Linked DNA regions of Sus scrofa: regions 1, 2 and 4 are each linked to region 3. Evidence: chromatin contacts called from public Hi-C and HiChIP or PLAC-seq data. All regions are on one chromosome and are shown on one strand. Each heading gives the region's core, a stretch centred on a gene start, on an enhancer-like site or on the middle of the called end of the contact. The rest is flanking DNA. Distances are from core to core; before and after follow the strand shown. Region 1 overlaps FANCC (Fanconi anemia group C protein). Region 2 overlaps C10H9orf3 (aminopeptidase O). Region 3 overlaps C10H9orf3 (aminopeptidase O). Region 4 overlaps C10H9orf3 (aminopeptidase O).

Region 1 (3,199 bases), core at 130-2,629, 350 kb after region 3:
TTCATTTCTGAAAAAAATTCTATTTTTGATCCAAAATCATCACCAAATTTTAGCTTTTTAAAATGCCAAACTCTTTTCTTCCCTCTGCCATGTAACATACCTTTAAACAAGTAAAATATACAGACACATCTGAACTGGTCTTTGTTTTCAAACTGCAGAACACACCAGGCAAATAGGAGCACTGCTCTCTACATAAAGAAACCTGCTCCCTTTAATTATTAAAATCAACAAAAAGCTCTGGCAGTTGAACTTTTAAAAACCAGCAAATAAATGTTTGCAAGGAAGGCGCCGATGCCTTTAATCAGAGTGCTGCTCCTGTAATTATTCTATTCCACACAAAATAACAACTGTCTTTCCACGGACAGTTAGCCACTCTTGTACTTTGCTGCTCTGTTATTTAGAAAATGACCATGTCCTTTTGCAGAAGCTAAGTGGTTAATATCAGGTGATTACTTCAGTAAGAGTTCTCAACAAAGCCCGTAATGTGAGGATCTATTGACTGATCCAAGACAGGAGTTCAGTCAAGACAGAAGCAGAGCCCGCCAGGCCGCTCCTCAGAAAAGCAGTCAGACCCCGAGATGATCCGTGGAGGGTGCGGCCCCAGACCAGGCGCGCCTATAAATCAGAACAGGGTGGCTGCAGGCAACATGAGGGGAAATGACCCAGGGGACAAGAGCAGAGTGGCCTCCAGTTCATCACAGGCCCAGTTCCCACTCTCGTCCCAGCCCACGCATGGCTCCACGCGCAAACCCCGAGGGGCTGGTGGGGAGGGTCTCGGGTCAGGGGAAGCCAAGCTACTGCCCAGCCCCTTCCTGCAGGCTCCTTTCTGCTCCCAAGAGACCAGCCCCGGAGGCCACTCGCCGTGGACCCTGCCACCCACCATGGTCTGTGATCTCTGCCGACGCCCGGCGCCTGGGCTGCCGCTGAATGCCAGGAGCCACAGCAGGGCCTCAGGGGCTTCGGCCTCAGCCTCCACCATCAGCAACTGCTCAGCCGCGATGTCAGCCCATTCTCCAAAGTGAACGAACAAAAACCAGCTCTCAAAGGGGCCTCCGTAGGACCTGGAACAGAACCAAAACACATGGCAGCCGGGCAACGTGATTTCTTTCTCCTTTAGTTTCTTAAAGCAACTGTAATGTTTGCGAATGGCTGGCTCCCATTGTTCTTATCCACTGGAGTACAACTTGCAAGGGATACAAGTTAGACGCAGGAAGAGAGCTCACAATGCCACCCTGAACCAGTCCCGGGCCTTCCAAAGGCCTGCCTCTCAAAGCCTCCAGTGCCCTGAGGACCTCAGACACTGAAATCGTTACATCCAGGGACCCTGAGTGAGCACTGGCCTTTGAGAAAGGAAGATGCTGGCCCAGGGCCAGTGAGCGTGATGCAAGATGAGAGCCCTCAGGCGCCGCTCTGCCTTCTGCGTGGCCTGCGCAGCTGGGCTGCTGTTGAGAGCGGGGCCTCACAGCTGCAAGGCCGCCACCAGGGCAGCCCCGAGCCAGGAAAGCAGGGACTCCCTGGGGTGCAGACGGAGACCAGAGGAGGGACGCAGGCAGAAACGTGTGCTATTGCTTTTCTTGCAAAACACAAGGTTCTGGTTAGTATTTTGGCAATTACGAATTTTTAATGAGCTGTATATTGTATTCTTTCCTGTCATCATGTATCTCTCAATGCTGAGAGGTTAAAGCTTTTGTGAGGCTATCCTTTGTCACACGGGGAGTTGGGAGCTGCAGTTCAAGAGGAGAATCTGCTGAGGGAAGGACCATTAATTTTGCACAGTGACAGTGCCAGCAGTTTGACATCTCCCCTGGGAAAAATGGAGCAGGACTGGCCCGAAGCTCCTGGAAGAGGGGAGCTCTGAGCCTTGCTGCAGGCTCCGTCTTTGTTGGATTGGGGCGCCTATTCCCCTGCTTGGTCCCTGGGATCCCCAAGCTCCGAGCACTGTTCCCACCTCCCTGAGTCACTGCTTCCTGCTGTCCAAGTCCTCCTGAGAACAAGTGATGAATGGTCTGAAATCCGGCTTGCAAAGCAGCGGACCGAAAGGGAAGAAGGGGAGCAGGTTACACCTGTCCCCACGAGAGGGCGAGCTGATGGACCAGGGCACATGGGCAGTGCGCTGGGTTATGTCTCGAAAGCCAGGGACAGGCTCCACGGGGTCTCTGCCCTGCAGACCTCACGGATGAGGAAGCTGAGCCGCGGGGCTCCCCCGCGCTCCCTGCTCCCAGGTGGGCAGTGTGCCTGGATCAGGGCTCAAGGCCTGGTCGCTCTCCCTCTCTTCTTCCAGCAGCTGAGTGTGCAAGGCACCTCCATGGGGCTGGCTGGGAGGTGCCTTCAGCTGCTCATAGACCCCTCCCTGCAGGTGGCCCCGCCAACGAGCTGAGGCGGATCTGGGTTCACCAGGAGCCCCATGAGGTTTCGGCTCTAGGTTCTGCTCTTCAACAGAGACGGCCAGGAGTGTGTATGGGGCTGCCAGGCTATGGCAGGTCGTTACTGTGGCCAATCCTCTGATCCCCGCTTGGCTGCCAGACTTCTGTCTCCTGCACTGCTAAGAGTCTTGGTGGTGGCGGTGGGGAGGAGTGAATAACTGGCGCCTAAGCCTGCAGCAGTGACGATGAACAGAAGAGCACTGGCTCGATGCTGAGAGGGCAGAGAAGATCAAGAGGGAGCAGCTGCCAAAGGAACACGTGAAGACAGTCTGAGGAGGCTAGGAGAGACAATGAATAAAATACTTCTACTCTAAAAGCAAGGAAGCTGAGAGGAAGCGGAAGGGTATGATGTTACAAAGAATTCAGCAAAGCCTCAACGCGAATGCTTCTAGGGAAAGAACACATGTAAGAGGTACCTGATATCATATTGGTAGAATTTACGTTAGAATGGATTTTCTTTTCTTTTCTTTTTTTTTTTTTTAACTTTTTAGGGCCGCACCCATGGCACATGGAAGGTCCCAAGCTGGGATCAAATTGGAGCTACAGCTTCTAGCCTATACCACAGCCACAGCAATGCAGGACCTGAGCCATGTCTGTGACCTACATACACCACAGCTCACAGCAATGCTGGATCCCGGGCCCACTCAGCAAGGCTAGGGATCGAACCTGCAACCTCATGGATCCTAGTCAGATTTGCTTCCGATGCACCACAGCGGGAACTCCTGGGTTGTCCAGTTTTAGATATAGATTTATTACAAAGAGGAAGAAAAAAACAT
Region 2 (3,466 bases), core at 232-2,731, 310 kb after region 3:
GAATTCTGAGCCCCAAAGTGGACTTTTTGGGACACACTTGCGATTGACTCTCTGGCATCATCAGAAGGTCGAGAGACGGATGGAGCTGTAGTCCACTAGCAGGAGGGAAACCGCCCCCCCCCCCCCCAGTCCTCACTCAGGGAAAGTAAGTGGGCCACATTTTAGCCGGTAAATCCAGCAGTGGCAAATGGAGAGAATGAGGAAAAACACAAAACAATATATTCCATGTTGGTTGCTGTTATTGTAAAGATCAGAAATGAATTTGGTTGAATGGCTAGAATCTCATGTTCATTGGCTCTTTATATGTGTCAAGTTACCTGTTTATAATTTTAAAACACTGAAAAATAACGCACAGGCGTTCCCGTTGTGGCTCAGTGGAAACAAATCCAACCAGTAACCACAAAGTTGGAGGTTTGATCCCTGGCCTCACTTCAGTGGGTTAAGGATCTGGCATTGCCATGAACTGTGGCGTAGGTTGCAGACATGGCTTGGATCCCACGCTGCTGTGGCTGTGGTGTAGGCTGGCGGCTACAGCTCCGATTTGACCCCTAGTCTGGGAACCTCCATATGCTGCGGGTGCAGCCCTAAAAAGACAAAATAATAATAATAATAATAATGTTTAAACATTCAAAAATAAAGCACAGCTGTTTACAGAAGCCACAGGTGCTTTATCAAGCACAGCATTGAATGAGACACCCTGGCTCCAGGCTTCAAGTGACAGAAGCAACACAGGTGATTTCCTTCCTGTGACCTGTCTCATATACTTTGTTGATGGCACAGTGGCTGCCAGAGTCAAGTTTAGGAGTTAGAACTAAGCTGTTTTGTCTTGCCCTAAGCAGTGTCTGCTCAGTCTCTGACTCCATTTACTCTTGAGGCATGAGAGTTCTTCTGTAAGACATGGTTTTCAAACTCCATCTCTGAGAAACCCAAGCCCCCCCCCGCCCCTCCCCAAAGGAGAATAGATGCTTTCTGCCAAACTGGTTTAAATTACTTGAAGAACTCATATTTTTTTCCATAATCTGTCTTTATATATACTGGGGTTCCAGATGACATTTTTTTTATAAGACTAGTTGTGTTTAAGGAAACTTGGAAAACCACTTTAGAAAATTAGTCCAGTAGATAATAAGCAGGCTATGGGGGAGCATTCCCATATAAGAATTGGTGTTTCTTTGAAGTAGCTTTATGGAAAACACACTAAAGTTGAAGTTTAAAAAAAAAAAAAAACCTAAAAGAGCAGTGAGAATTATAAAGTGAACACAGGATCTGGGATGTGTAGTGATTTGCACAGGAAAGCCTCAGCCAGGGAGATTGGGGGTGAGCTCGTGGAGCGGCTTCTTTTTCCTAAAGTTCATAGTTGCTCGGCGCCAGATCCTGCACCCACGTGTGGCACCTGGCACTTGTGCTGGCCAGTAACCGAGAGGTGCTCTGTGATGTCAGAGCAGGTTTCCTAGGAGTTCAGTCCACAGAGAAAGGAAAAGAACACCATAGATTTCTGGGCAGGTTAGGCTGAAGCTGGCCTGAGCCAGCTCACAAGGGCCTCCCAGCTCTGCGTTCTCTGCATCATGCTGGTGGATTTGGGGGAGGGGGTTCAACGGTTACCAGCACGTCATTCAGAAGCCTAAGTCTTGGATTTCTGTTGCAGATCAGGGGTCAGCACACTAGCCAGGCCAGTCAAGCCCACTGCTTGTTTCTGTAAATAACATTTGATCTGAAGAGAGCCATGCGCATGCCCACTCATTTACATATTATCTAGGCTGCTCTTGTGATGTGGCAAATGGGCCAAGAAGCTACAAGTGCTCCCTGTGTCTGGCTCTGGACCTTGCCAACCCCTCTTCTTGAGTTTAATAGGAGCTGGTTCTGGATGCATTAAAATTCTCAGGTTGAAAGAGGTTGAGGGTTTGGGTGGAGGGCCTGGGAGGTTGTCTTTTAGTAATTTTTCTTTCCTGTTTACAGGCGGGAACAGTTAAATGAGAGGGAGCCCCAGCATGTCCAAATTAAGATCATGGTTATGTCGCAGAGGTGCCCACTGGGTCATGGGACTTGTCTCTGAATCTGTCTTTATATATACTGGGACGTGGTGTGGGAATACTACAGACCCTTCAAGGCAGTGCTGTTTTTCTAGCACTGGTAGAAATGGGAGGAGCCAGCCAGAAGCCGGTCAGCTTGGCTGGACCTCCCTCGCCCTTGGCCCTTACCTTTCTGAGGCCTGACTGCATTGCTGGAATTCAAGGCTAAGGTGTTTGCTGGCTCGAGGCTTTCAGGTGATTCCTTGCATGAATTTGGAGTGATTTTAGGAATCTGAGTCACAGGTGAAAAGTCATTAATTTTTTTTTCTCTCTTGAGACATAAGGGCAGTAAAATAAAATGTGAATATTTAGGTTTTTTCCATTTTTCTTTTTTTCTTTTTTTTTTTTTTTTTTTTTTGTCTTTTATCTTTTTAAGGCCGTGCCCGTGGCATATGGAGGTTCCCAAGCTAGGGGTCGAATCGGAGCTGCCGCTGCCAGCCATAGCAACATGGGATCAGAGCTGTGTCAGTGACCTACACCACAGCTCATGTCATCACTGGATCCTTAACCCACTGAGCAAGGCCAGGGATCAAACCTGCATCGTCATGGATGCTTGTCAGATTCATTAACCACTGAGCCACTATGGGAACTGGAAGATGTGAATATTTAAAGTGCAAATGTTGAGCTGTCTTGGCATATGTAGACACGTATGAAACGTTGACACCTAAGCAGAGTCAAGAAGTGAGAGAGGCTCAGGCAGGCCTCCTGGGTCCTGGTGCCCCATAGATGTGCACGCTGTCCCTGTTTACTTCTCCCTGGGGAAGCTGAAAGACAAGGTGACCCACCACCTCCATCATAATCAACTAATTAGAAGGTATAGGTAATGAGGTCCTGCCGTAGAGCGCTGGGAACTGTATCTAGTCCCTTGTGATGGAGCATGATGGAGCATAATGTGAGAAAAAGAGTGTATATGTGTACGTGTGATGGGGTCACTTTGCTGTAGAGCGGACATGGACAGAACACTGTAAATCGACTCTCATGGAAAAAATAAAAATCATTTAAATAAAATAAAAAACAAGGGAAAAAAAGTAAAGAAGAGCAGATCTACAGGACAGACAGCTGTCTTCTCAGAGACCTGCCTCTGCTTCTGAATTCTCTGGTTCGGGCTCAGCAGCACCGAGAATGTCGCATTCATCTGTTATCAGCAGAAAGGAAGGAACTTGATACAGGGATGTGGTGACCTCTGTCAGGCAATTTTTTTTTTCTTTTTTTTTTTTTTTTAAGTTTCTCGGTGGTCTGGAGAAAGATATTCCATCAGTGCCCACTGTGGACATATGGCTGCAAGAAATCGGGATGCATGTCACATTGCCGCCAGCTTCTCGGGAAGACACCCATGCCAGGTGGTGACAAGTGGCCCTGTGAATCGAGGGTTCTACACAGTTGAGGGAATAAAAAAGATA
Region 3 (3,373 bases), core at 130-2,629:
GATTTCAGGGTCTTTCCTTTAGTTTTGCTTCTGATTAGAGTTTATGCCTTTTCTCCAAACTCAGTATCTTTTAAAAGGAAAAAAAAAATCGATGTAGTACATTCCTGTTCCACCATTTGGTAATTTGTTGTTGTTGAATTTTGTTTTATTTTTTCAGGGTCTAATTTAGAGTCTAATTCCTAGAAAATTAGAACATTCCGCTTATATTTTTCCTAGGAAGCTTCAAGTGAATGAATAAGACTGGCTAATTTAAGCTCCTTCCAAATGTTGGAGAAGAAGCATATGAACAAATGAAAGGTGTTAAAAGCTGTATGTGCCCTCGCTTAGGATCTGATTTTGTTTTTCTATGCAAAAGTAAGAGACTGTAGACATTACTTCATCCCGGGCAAAATGCTGCTCTCCAGCCTGTCCAATAGACCAGCTCCCTGACATTCTGTCTTGATTTTGTATGGAAAGTCTAGAGAAAAGCCAAGATTTCAGGGTCTGGACCCTCTGGTGTGCCACTGAAAGCCAACTTTTCTTCTCTCTTGATGGCTCCAAATAAGCAGTACTATTTAGCCTGCTCCCACAGCAAGCAACCAGGAATGACGTGTAAGGACCTGGTAAATTAAAAGACGTGTAGGACTGGTCATGATTGTTTACACAAAGAGAGAATGCGAAGTAGGGAGAGCTCCTTATTTCTCCAACCGAGGAAACTTTATTCCAGGCTAATACACACACACACACACACACACACACACACACACACACACACATGTGTTTCCAGGGGTAGGAGTACAGAAGTGAGTACATCTTTTCTCTTTAGATTAGAAAACCCCTGGTGATGGAGGACAGTACTCTGCTCTGCTACATCCTTCGTAAGGTCTCACATAATGCCCTGCACTTTCTAAATCTTTGTCAGTTCATTCTTTTGTTCGCAACTTGCTTTTGACTAGTTCTTGCTTGTCATTCTAGCGTTGCACTTACCATATTTGGCATACGGGGAAGTCATCACGATCTCTTTTGGATTAGGATGATTCTGGCAGGCATGTGTATACCAATTCTTGTTGCTATGGGTTTTTTGTCTTAAGCTTGACATTCATGATTTTTCTCAAGGAAGTGAAGTCCTAAAGCATGCTTATGACCGTCTGGCACAGAATGATTTGTTGTCCAGTGTGCCGATCCATTTCGTATTTTAAGTTTAAGGAGAACTAGTTTATCCTAGGATTTAATTGCGGTCAGAATGCAGGTGAGACTTGGGGTAGCCAATCTGGTGAAAGGTATTCCTTTATGTATTAGCCACCAGGGACAAAAACCTCAAAACCTGTGGAGGTGCTTGTGTTCTGGGTTCAGTAGGTGGCGCTCTTCTACCTGGTTCACTAGTGTGATCTTGAAGGTCATTCTCTCCAGTCCGTGCCGTAGGCGGTTCCATGTTACCGGGAAGGAAACCTGAAGCCTTGCCCAGTGGCATCAGAGCCTGAGAAGCCATGGCATGATCTGGCACATGGCCCTGGTCAGGCAGTGTTGGTGCATACCAGCCCAGGGCGTCTTACTGTCTCCTTTGTTCTGATGCCAGTTCCCGCCCTTGAGCAACAGCGGAAAAGAGCTAAGGAAAGACAGTCACACCATGAGTATTCTGGAGGGTGGCACTAGCTCATAAAACCAGAACGCGTAGATACAGCATCTAAAACGTAGTGAGAGGAAAAAAAGTCGGGGTTTGCAGAGAGACCCAAAAACTAGAGAAAGAAGCCAAGAGAGGAAGAGCAACAAAACTGGGAGCTTCACCTATGTTGTATATGTCTACTGTATTTATTATTGTTATGTATCTATTATATTTATTATTGTTACATATCTATTATATTTATAATTATATATCTATTATATTTATTACATTAAATATATAGTATATACACTTATAAATTCATATTCATATATATGCGTGTTCCTATACATATCATCAAGCATTTAAAATTTGTAATACAGAGGTGTTCCAAAATAATGAAATAGCTTGACATAGTTTGGGCAAGAAGTTCTGAAATTAAGAATAGCTACTAGAGGAGTTCCCATCGTGGCACAGTAGAAACGAATCCAACTAGGAACCATGGGGTTGTAGGTTTGATCCCTGACCTTGCTCAGTGGGTTAAGGATCCAGCGTTGCCATGAGCTGTGGTGTAGATTGCAGACACGGCTTAGATCTGGCGTTGCTGTGGCTCTGGCATAGGCCGGCAGCTAAAGTTCCGATTGGACCCCTAGCCTGGAAACCTCCATATTGCCATGGGTGTGGCCCTGAAAAAGGCAAAAGACAAAAAAAAAAAAAAAAAAAAAAGAAAAAAAGAGAGAGAATAGCTACTAGAGAAAGAAAAAAGCTTGAGGTAGGAAAGAAGCAGGTGCCTCAGAAGAACTGAGTGAAGAAATATGATACATAAATGAAAGCATGTATCAATTTGATGTTTCCAAAAGCTGCATCTTGTTTGTCTAAGCTACAGTAGAAAAGTTTAAAAGATGAAGTGGATGCTTTTGAAAGAAGAATTTAAATGCCTGCTTTAATTTTCAGTGAAACTCTAACCCTTTAAAAATGAGAAATTCCGGAAGATGCTTAACTCGGCAAAGATAAATCTGCTTTTGCCCCTGTGGAAGCAGGGTGTTTGTGAATGGTATGGCTGTGCCTTTGGTGTGTTTGGAGTGAGTTTATCCGACTTCTCTAAGAATAGGACAATGATATTCCATAAGTTTTGTATTGAACTTACTAGTAGTAGGCATGATTGATAGGTAGAAAGAACTACAGCATCTTGATTTTTTGCACTTATTTTTTTTCTTTTTGTAAAAATGATTTTCTAAACAAATAACTAGCCAAGTTTTTCACAGGTTTAGAATAAAAAGGTCTCTCTCCTCCCATGAACAAATACTCCATCACATTCTTCCTTTTTTCCTTTCCACTTTTCCTACCTTAAAAGAGAATCTTCAACACCATTCATAGGACAATTTTTTAGAATAGTATATGAAGAATTAAGGTAATTGTTTTAACACTCTCTCATTATAAGTATTTTCAAAACTTCTAATTTGAAAAATTACCCATTTCAAATCCTTATCATACCTACAAAAAACACAGTCATCTTTAAGGAAAATTTCAGTCCTGTTTGGGAGATGAAAATGTCTATTTGGATCTTGTAGCAGCTGCTAGCACAATGACAAGACCAACATCTGATGCATCTATCTTATTAGTGAAACAATTGAAGTCAAAGAATTTTCTCCCCTAAATAATTTCCAGTTTGAGAAGGTGGTGGAGAGGCTTTTTGAGAACCTTTTGAGGAGGCCCAGGAGGGAGGCGAGCTGGGTGGCTGCTCAAGCCTGCACAGTTAGGGAGCGCCACTTCCTCTGGGCCCCTTCCTCCCAC
Region 4 (3,340 bases), core at 13-2,512, 290 kb after region 3:
GCAGTGGTTAACGAATCTGACTAGGAACCATGAGGTTGCGGGTTTGGTCCCTGCCCTTGCTCAGTGGGTTAACGATCCGGCGTTGCCGTGAGCTGTGGTGTAGGTTGCAGATGCGGCTCAGATCCTGCGTTGCTGTGGCTCTGGCGTAGGCTGGTGGCTACAGCTCCGACTTGACCCCTAGCCTGGGAACCTCCATATGCCGCGGGAGCGGCCCAAGAAATAGCAAAAAGACAAAAAAAAAAAAAAGAAAAGTGACAGATGAAAGAAGATCTATACTAACATGGTCCTGGTCAGGGTTTGGGGTGGGCAGAGTCAGCTCACCAGAGTTCTGATTCTCAGGATTTGGGGTTTGGGGATTGTGAGGAAGAAGAACGCTTTTGTTTTGAGAATCTCCATGGATTCTATCTCAGTTTTACCCCATTTTCAAAGCTCATCGTATGAAAACTCAGACAACCCAAGATTTTTACTTACCGTGTTTTATTTTGGTTCAGAGCAGTGTCTGCAGGATACCTTGGTTTAAAGTTCTGTCTTGTGTCCTGTTGTCGGAGTTCCTCGTGGCCCTTCGTGGGAAGACCTATGAATGGGAACAGTTTGCTGTCACACCTGTGCTCTGTGGGGGCACTTGAGGGTGTAGAGTGGGGTGGGTGTGTTTTCTGGGAAGAGTAGAAGGGAATTTGTTAGACTTCTGGGGAAGGCTGATTTAAAGGACACTTTATATCTGTGGGATTACCTTTTTAATCCAAGGGGCCATGGAGAACCGCTGTCTCTTTTGTACCTCTGTGCCAGAAAATGTGTGACTTCCAAAGGTCAGCCACCCCAATTCTGGTTTGGACCCTCCATGTAGCCAGCGTCCAGGAGAATTTGAGGTTTTCCTCCCTCCCCCATTTCTTCTGTTTTTGTTCAGTGTAAACAGTTCCTGCCGTAGTAACATCGACAAATATAGCAGAGAATGCTTTTCTGGACGAAGAATGCTCCCTAAGCATTTTTTAACCATTTTTGGGAAGAATCGATCTTTCCGTGTATTTCAGACCAGCTGAAAGAGAGGGAGGCCGTCGCTGTAAATTGAAGTGACATCATATGTATTGCCCCCATTGATCCGCTGTTAGTCTCCAGCCAGGATAAAAGGAAGCGGCATCAGGGAGGAAGCATGCTTCATTTAGGCACAGATCCCAGAGTGCTAATGGGGTAATAATAGAACTCACGCCACTGTCAGTCGGTGGCTGCATCAGTCCCGGGCTCACCCCCGTCTGGGAGCCTCTCCGAGGAGGCTGCCTTCGTGTGCGGCTGCAGCGCCAGCTGGGCTGCGAGGGGAGGTGCCCTCCTTTGCTTTAGGAGGGGTGCGGCCGGGGGCCTCGGACGTGCGCGTGCCCCAGCTTCCTGCGTCTGTCCTGCTTGTGGAAGGTCAGTGTGCAAGGCGTCGGGGACATTTTCTGCCCTCGGAGGCCAGCTGGCCCTTTCAGGGTGGCGCTACAGCGAGAGAACCGGTGGAGGGGCCTCCATTGTGTGGGTGGTCTTCGGGGAGCCAGGAGTGAGTGAAGCCCCCGGGACAGCCCTACGCGGCCTCTTAGGCTTCTAGAAGAATCAGGGTTCCTTTTCTTTGTGCTGCTTGTAGACTGGGAGGTAGGGGTACGGGGGGGTGGTGTTGGAAGAATCCATACTTTCTTTCCAAGATTGTATGTACCAACTCTTGAGAACTGTTCAGACTTGTGCGGCTTGCCTCAACTCTTATGTTGACTGGGAAAAATTACGAGGTAGACTTTTTTTACCCCCCCCCCTTTGCATTTCTGGGTAATTAGCAACCATGGAATCCTCCCTGTTTAGAGCAAGAACACAGACTCCTAAAGTCTTAGCACATCTCATTGTAGTGACTTGACCTCCTCAGGTCTTCTGTGTGTTGGGCGCGAGTACGTTTCCCACTGTTGTGAAGTTCTCTGTTTCCAGTACCCACATGACTTTGGCACCCCATTCTTATTTTGTCTAAGTTTCTGAGGCAGATGCAATTTAAAAATACCGAGCTGGTTTCCATATGGAAAAAATAATAACCTCATCATGAATTCCTTGTTTGTGCAAAGGAAAAAGAACTTTCTATTCCTGTCACTGTTGAACTGTGGGTGTGAGTGCTACTAGACCCTCAGAAATAAAGGCAAATTCTTTTTATAATGTTCACAGGAGCTGCCTTCTCAGGAGATAATGCTCCGAAGCATGTGCTTTGTTTTTCTTAATCACTCCATAGTGTGCCTGGTAGCGGTGTCTTGTCTGCTGCCCCCATACAACCGTGTTAAACAGAGTCCGCCTGGAAGTCATGTGAAATTTCATTTGATTTCTCCGTGGGTGGCAGTGGAGTGACCCACAGAGCATTTCCCGGTTGCCGCCGTGCCAGCTGCCAGGGTGGGTGGCCCCCCCGGCACAGCGTCTGAGCCCATTCGCTAGTGTAAGATATCTCTCGGTGGCTTTGCAAACATTTTGGTTTATTACTTAGTACTTTTTCATCCTAGGGTGGCTTTAGAGGGAGTAAATGTTTATTTTACAAAGCGAAGTGTACTTTATTAAAGCGAGCTACTGACCCCGTTTTTGTTTTAAGACCCTCTTTTCAAGATCTGTACTCTCATGTAAAAATGAGGTAATGTTTACTTCCTTATCCCTGAGTGAAAGATACTGAGTTGGTTTTATTGTCTGTCTACTAAAATAGCATTTGATCCCTGTTTTTTTCTAGTTTTCTCCTTGTTTAGAAACTCCCTCATCCCTGCCACCCCCACTCGTGGGTTAGAAAGTTACACTTGAAAGCCAAATGGCTACAAGTTGTTTACTAAGTGAGAGTCATTTACACAAACCCTTTCTGAAGGACTCTCAACTGCCAAGAAGGAATGTTCTCATTCTCTGTTGGGCCTTGGTGCCTTTGCCCGCCTCTGAACAAGCTGGTGCTTGCCGCATCCATGGGGCGCCTTCCTTCGTGAGGGAGGAAGGAGAGCTGATGGGGGGTGTGCGCCTGCTTGCTCTTTTCATTTCTCCAATTAAAGTAAACTGAACAAAGAACCACACTGGTTTAACTCCCTCCCTTCCCTCTTGGCTGCCCATCTTACGTCAGGGTCCTGGCTTTCCCTGCTTTTCCATTGCCTAAAATTAGGGAGGGCGGAAGCTTGCAGTGATCCTCTTGGTTCTATTTCTCTGTGCCCATGTGTGAACTTTCTGCTTAGAAGAAAACTGCAGGAGATCCAAAAGCATGAATCCAAGGCATTGCTGTGGTGGTGCAGTGGGTTAAGGATCCGGCATTGTCTCTGTGGTGACTCGGGTTTGATCCTCGGCCTGGCACTGTAGGTTAAGGATCCCGCGATGCCACAGC

What was found. A called contact is a pair of places that touch in the nucleus more often than the background predicts. HiChIP or PLAC-seq counts read pairs in DNA pulled down with a chosen protein or histone mark.
Region 1: a Hi-C map of skeletal muscle shows a contact between it and region 3, with 6 times the contacts expected there. The contact joins two enhancer-like sites. A contact is called at or near these places in 17 of 47 Hi-C or Micro-C datasets (alveolar macrophages, brain, embryonic fibroblasts and 11 more) and 2 of 2 datasets of contacts at active chromatin or transcription factors (alveolar macrophages and skeletal muscle).
Region 2: an H3K27ac HiChIP or PLAC-seq map of alveolar macrophages shows a contact between it and region 3. The contact joins two enhancer-like sites. A contact is called at or near these places in 2 of 47 Hi-C or Micro-C datasets (epiblast stem cells and heart right ventricle) and 2 of 2 datasets of contacts at active chromatin or transcription factors (alveolar macrophages and skeletal muscle).
Region 4: an H3K27ac HiChIP or PLAC-seq map of skeletal muscle shows a contact between it and region 3. The contact joins two enhancer-like sites. A contact is called at or near these places in 4 of 47 Hi-C or Micro-C datasets (alveolar macrophages, embryonic fibroblasts, retroperitoneal adipose tissue and 1 more) and 2 of 2 datasets of contacts at active chromatin or transcription factors (alveolar macrophages and skeletal muscle).

The regions. Positions count from the first base shown.
Region 1 is chr10:27,046,326-27,049,524 of Sscrofa11.1, reverse strand. It overlaps FANCC (Fanconi anemia group C protein), which reads right to left. Exons shown (of 14, transcript XM_021064601.1): 13 at 881-1,061. Among named protein-coding and RNA genes, the nearest start is that of MIR24-2, 32 kb to the left of the region's middle. Within about 2 kb of position 1,379, at least 16 of the 83 cell types and tissues checked have an H3K27ac peak or open chromatin away from gene starts, as enhancers often do. A contact at or near this core is called in skeletal muscle, where this site is marked.
Region 2 is chr10:27,086,641-27,090,106 of Sscrofa11.1, reverse strand. The region is part of intron 15 of C10H9orf3 (aminopeptidase O); the gene reads left to right. Among named protein-coding and RNA genes, the nearest start is that of MIR23B, 8.1 kb to the right of the region's middle. Within about 2 kb of position 1,481, at least 6 of the 83 cell types and tissues checked have an H3K27ac peak or open chromatin away from gene starts, as enhancers often do.
Region 3 is chr10:27,396,432-27,399,804 of Sscrofa11.1, reverse strand. All of the region lies in intron 3 of C10H9orf3 (aminopeptidase O), which reads left to right. Among named protein-coding and RNA genes, the nearest start is that of C10H9orf3, 74 kb to the left of the region's middle. Within about 2 kb of position 1,379, at least 33 of the 83 cell types and tissues checked have an H3K27ac peak or open chromatin away from gene starts, as enhancers often do. A contact at or near this core is called in retroperitoneal adipose tissue and skeletal muscle, where this site is marked.
Region 4 is chr10:27,106,708-27,110,047 of Sscrofa11.1, reverse strand. All of the region lies in intron 14 of C10H9orf3 (aminopeptidase O), which reads left to right. Among named protein-coding and RNA genes, the nearest start is that of MIR23B, 28 kb to the right of the region's middle. Within about 2 kb of position 1,262, at least 43 of the 83 cell types and tissues checked have an H3K27ac peak or open chromatin away from gene starts, as enhancers often do. A contact at or near this core is called in retroperitoneal adipose tissue and skeletal muscle, where this site is marked.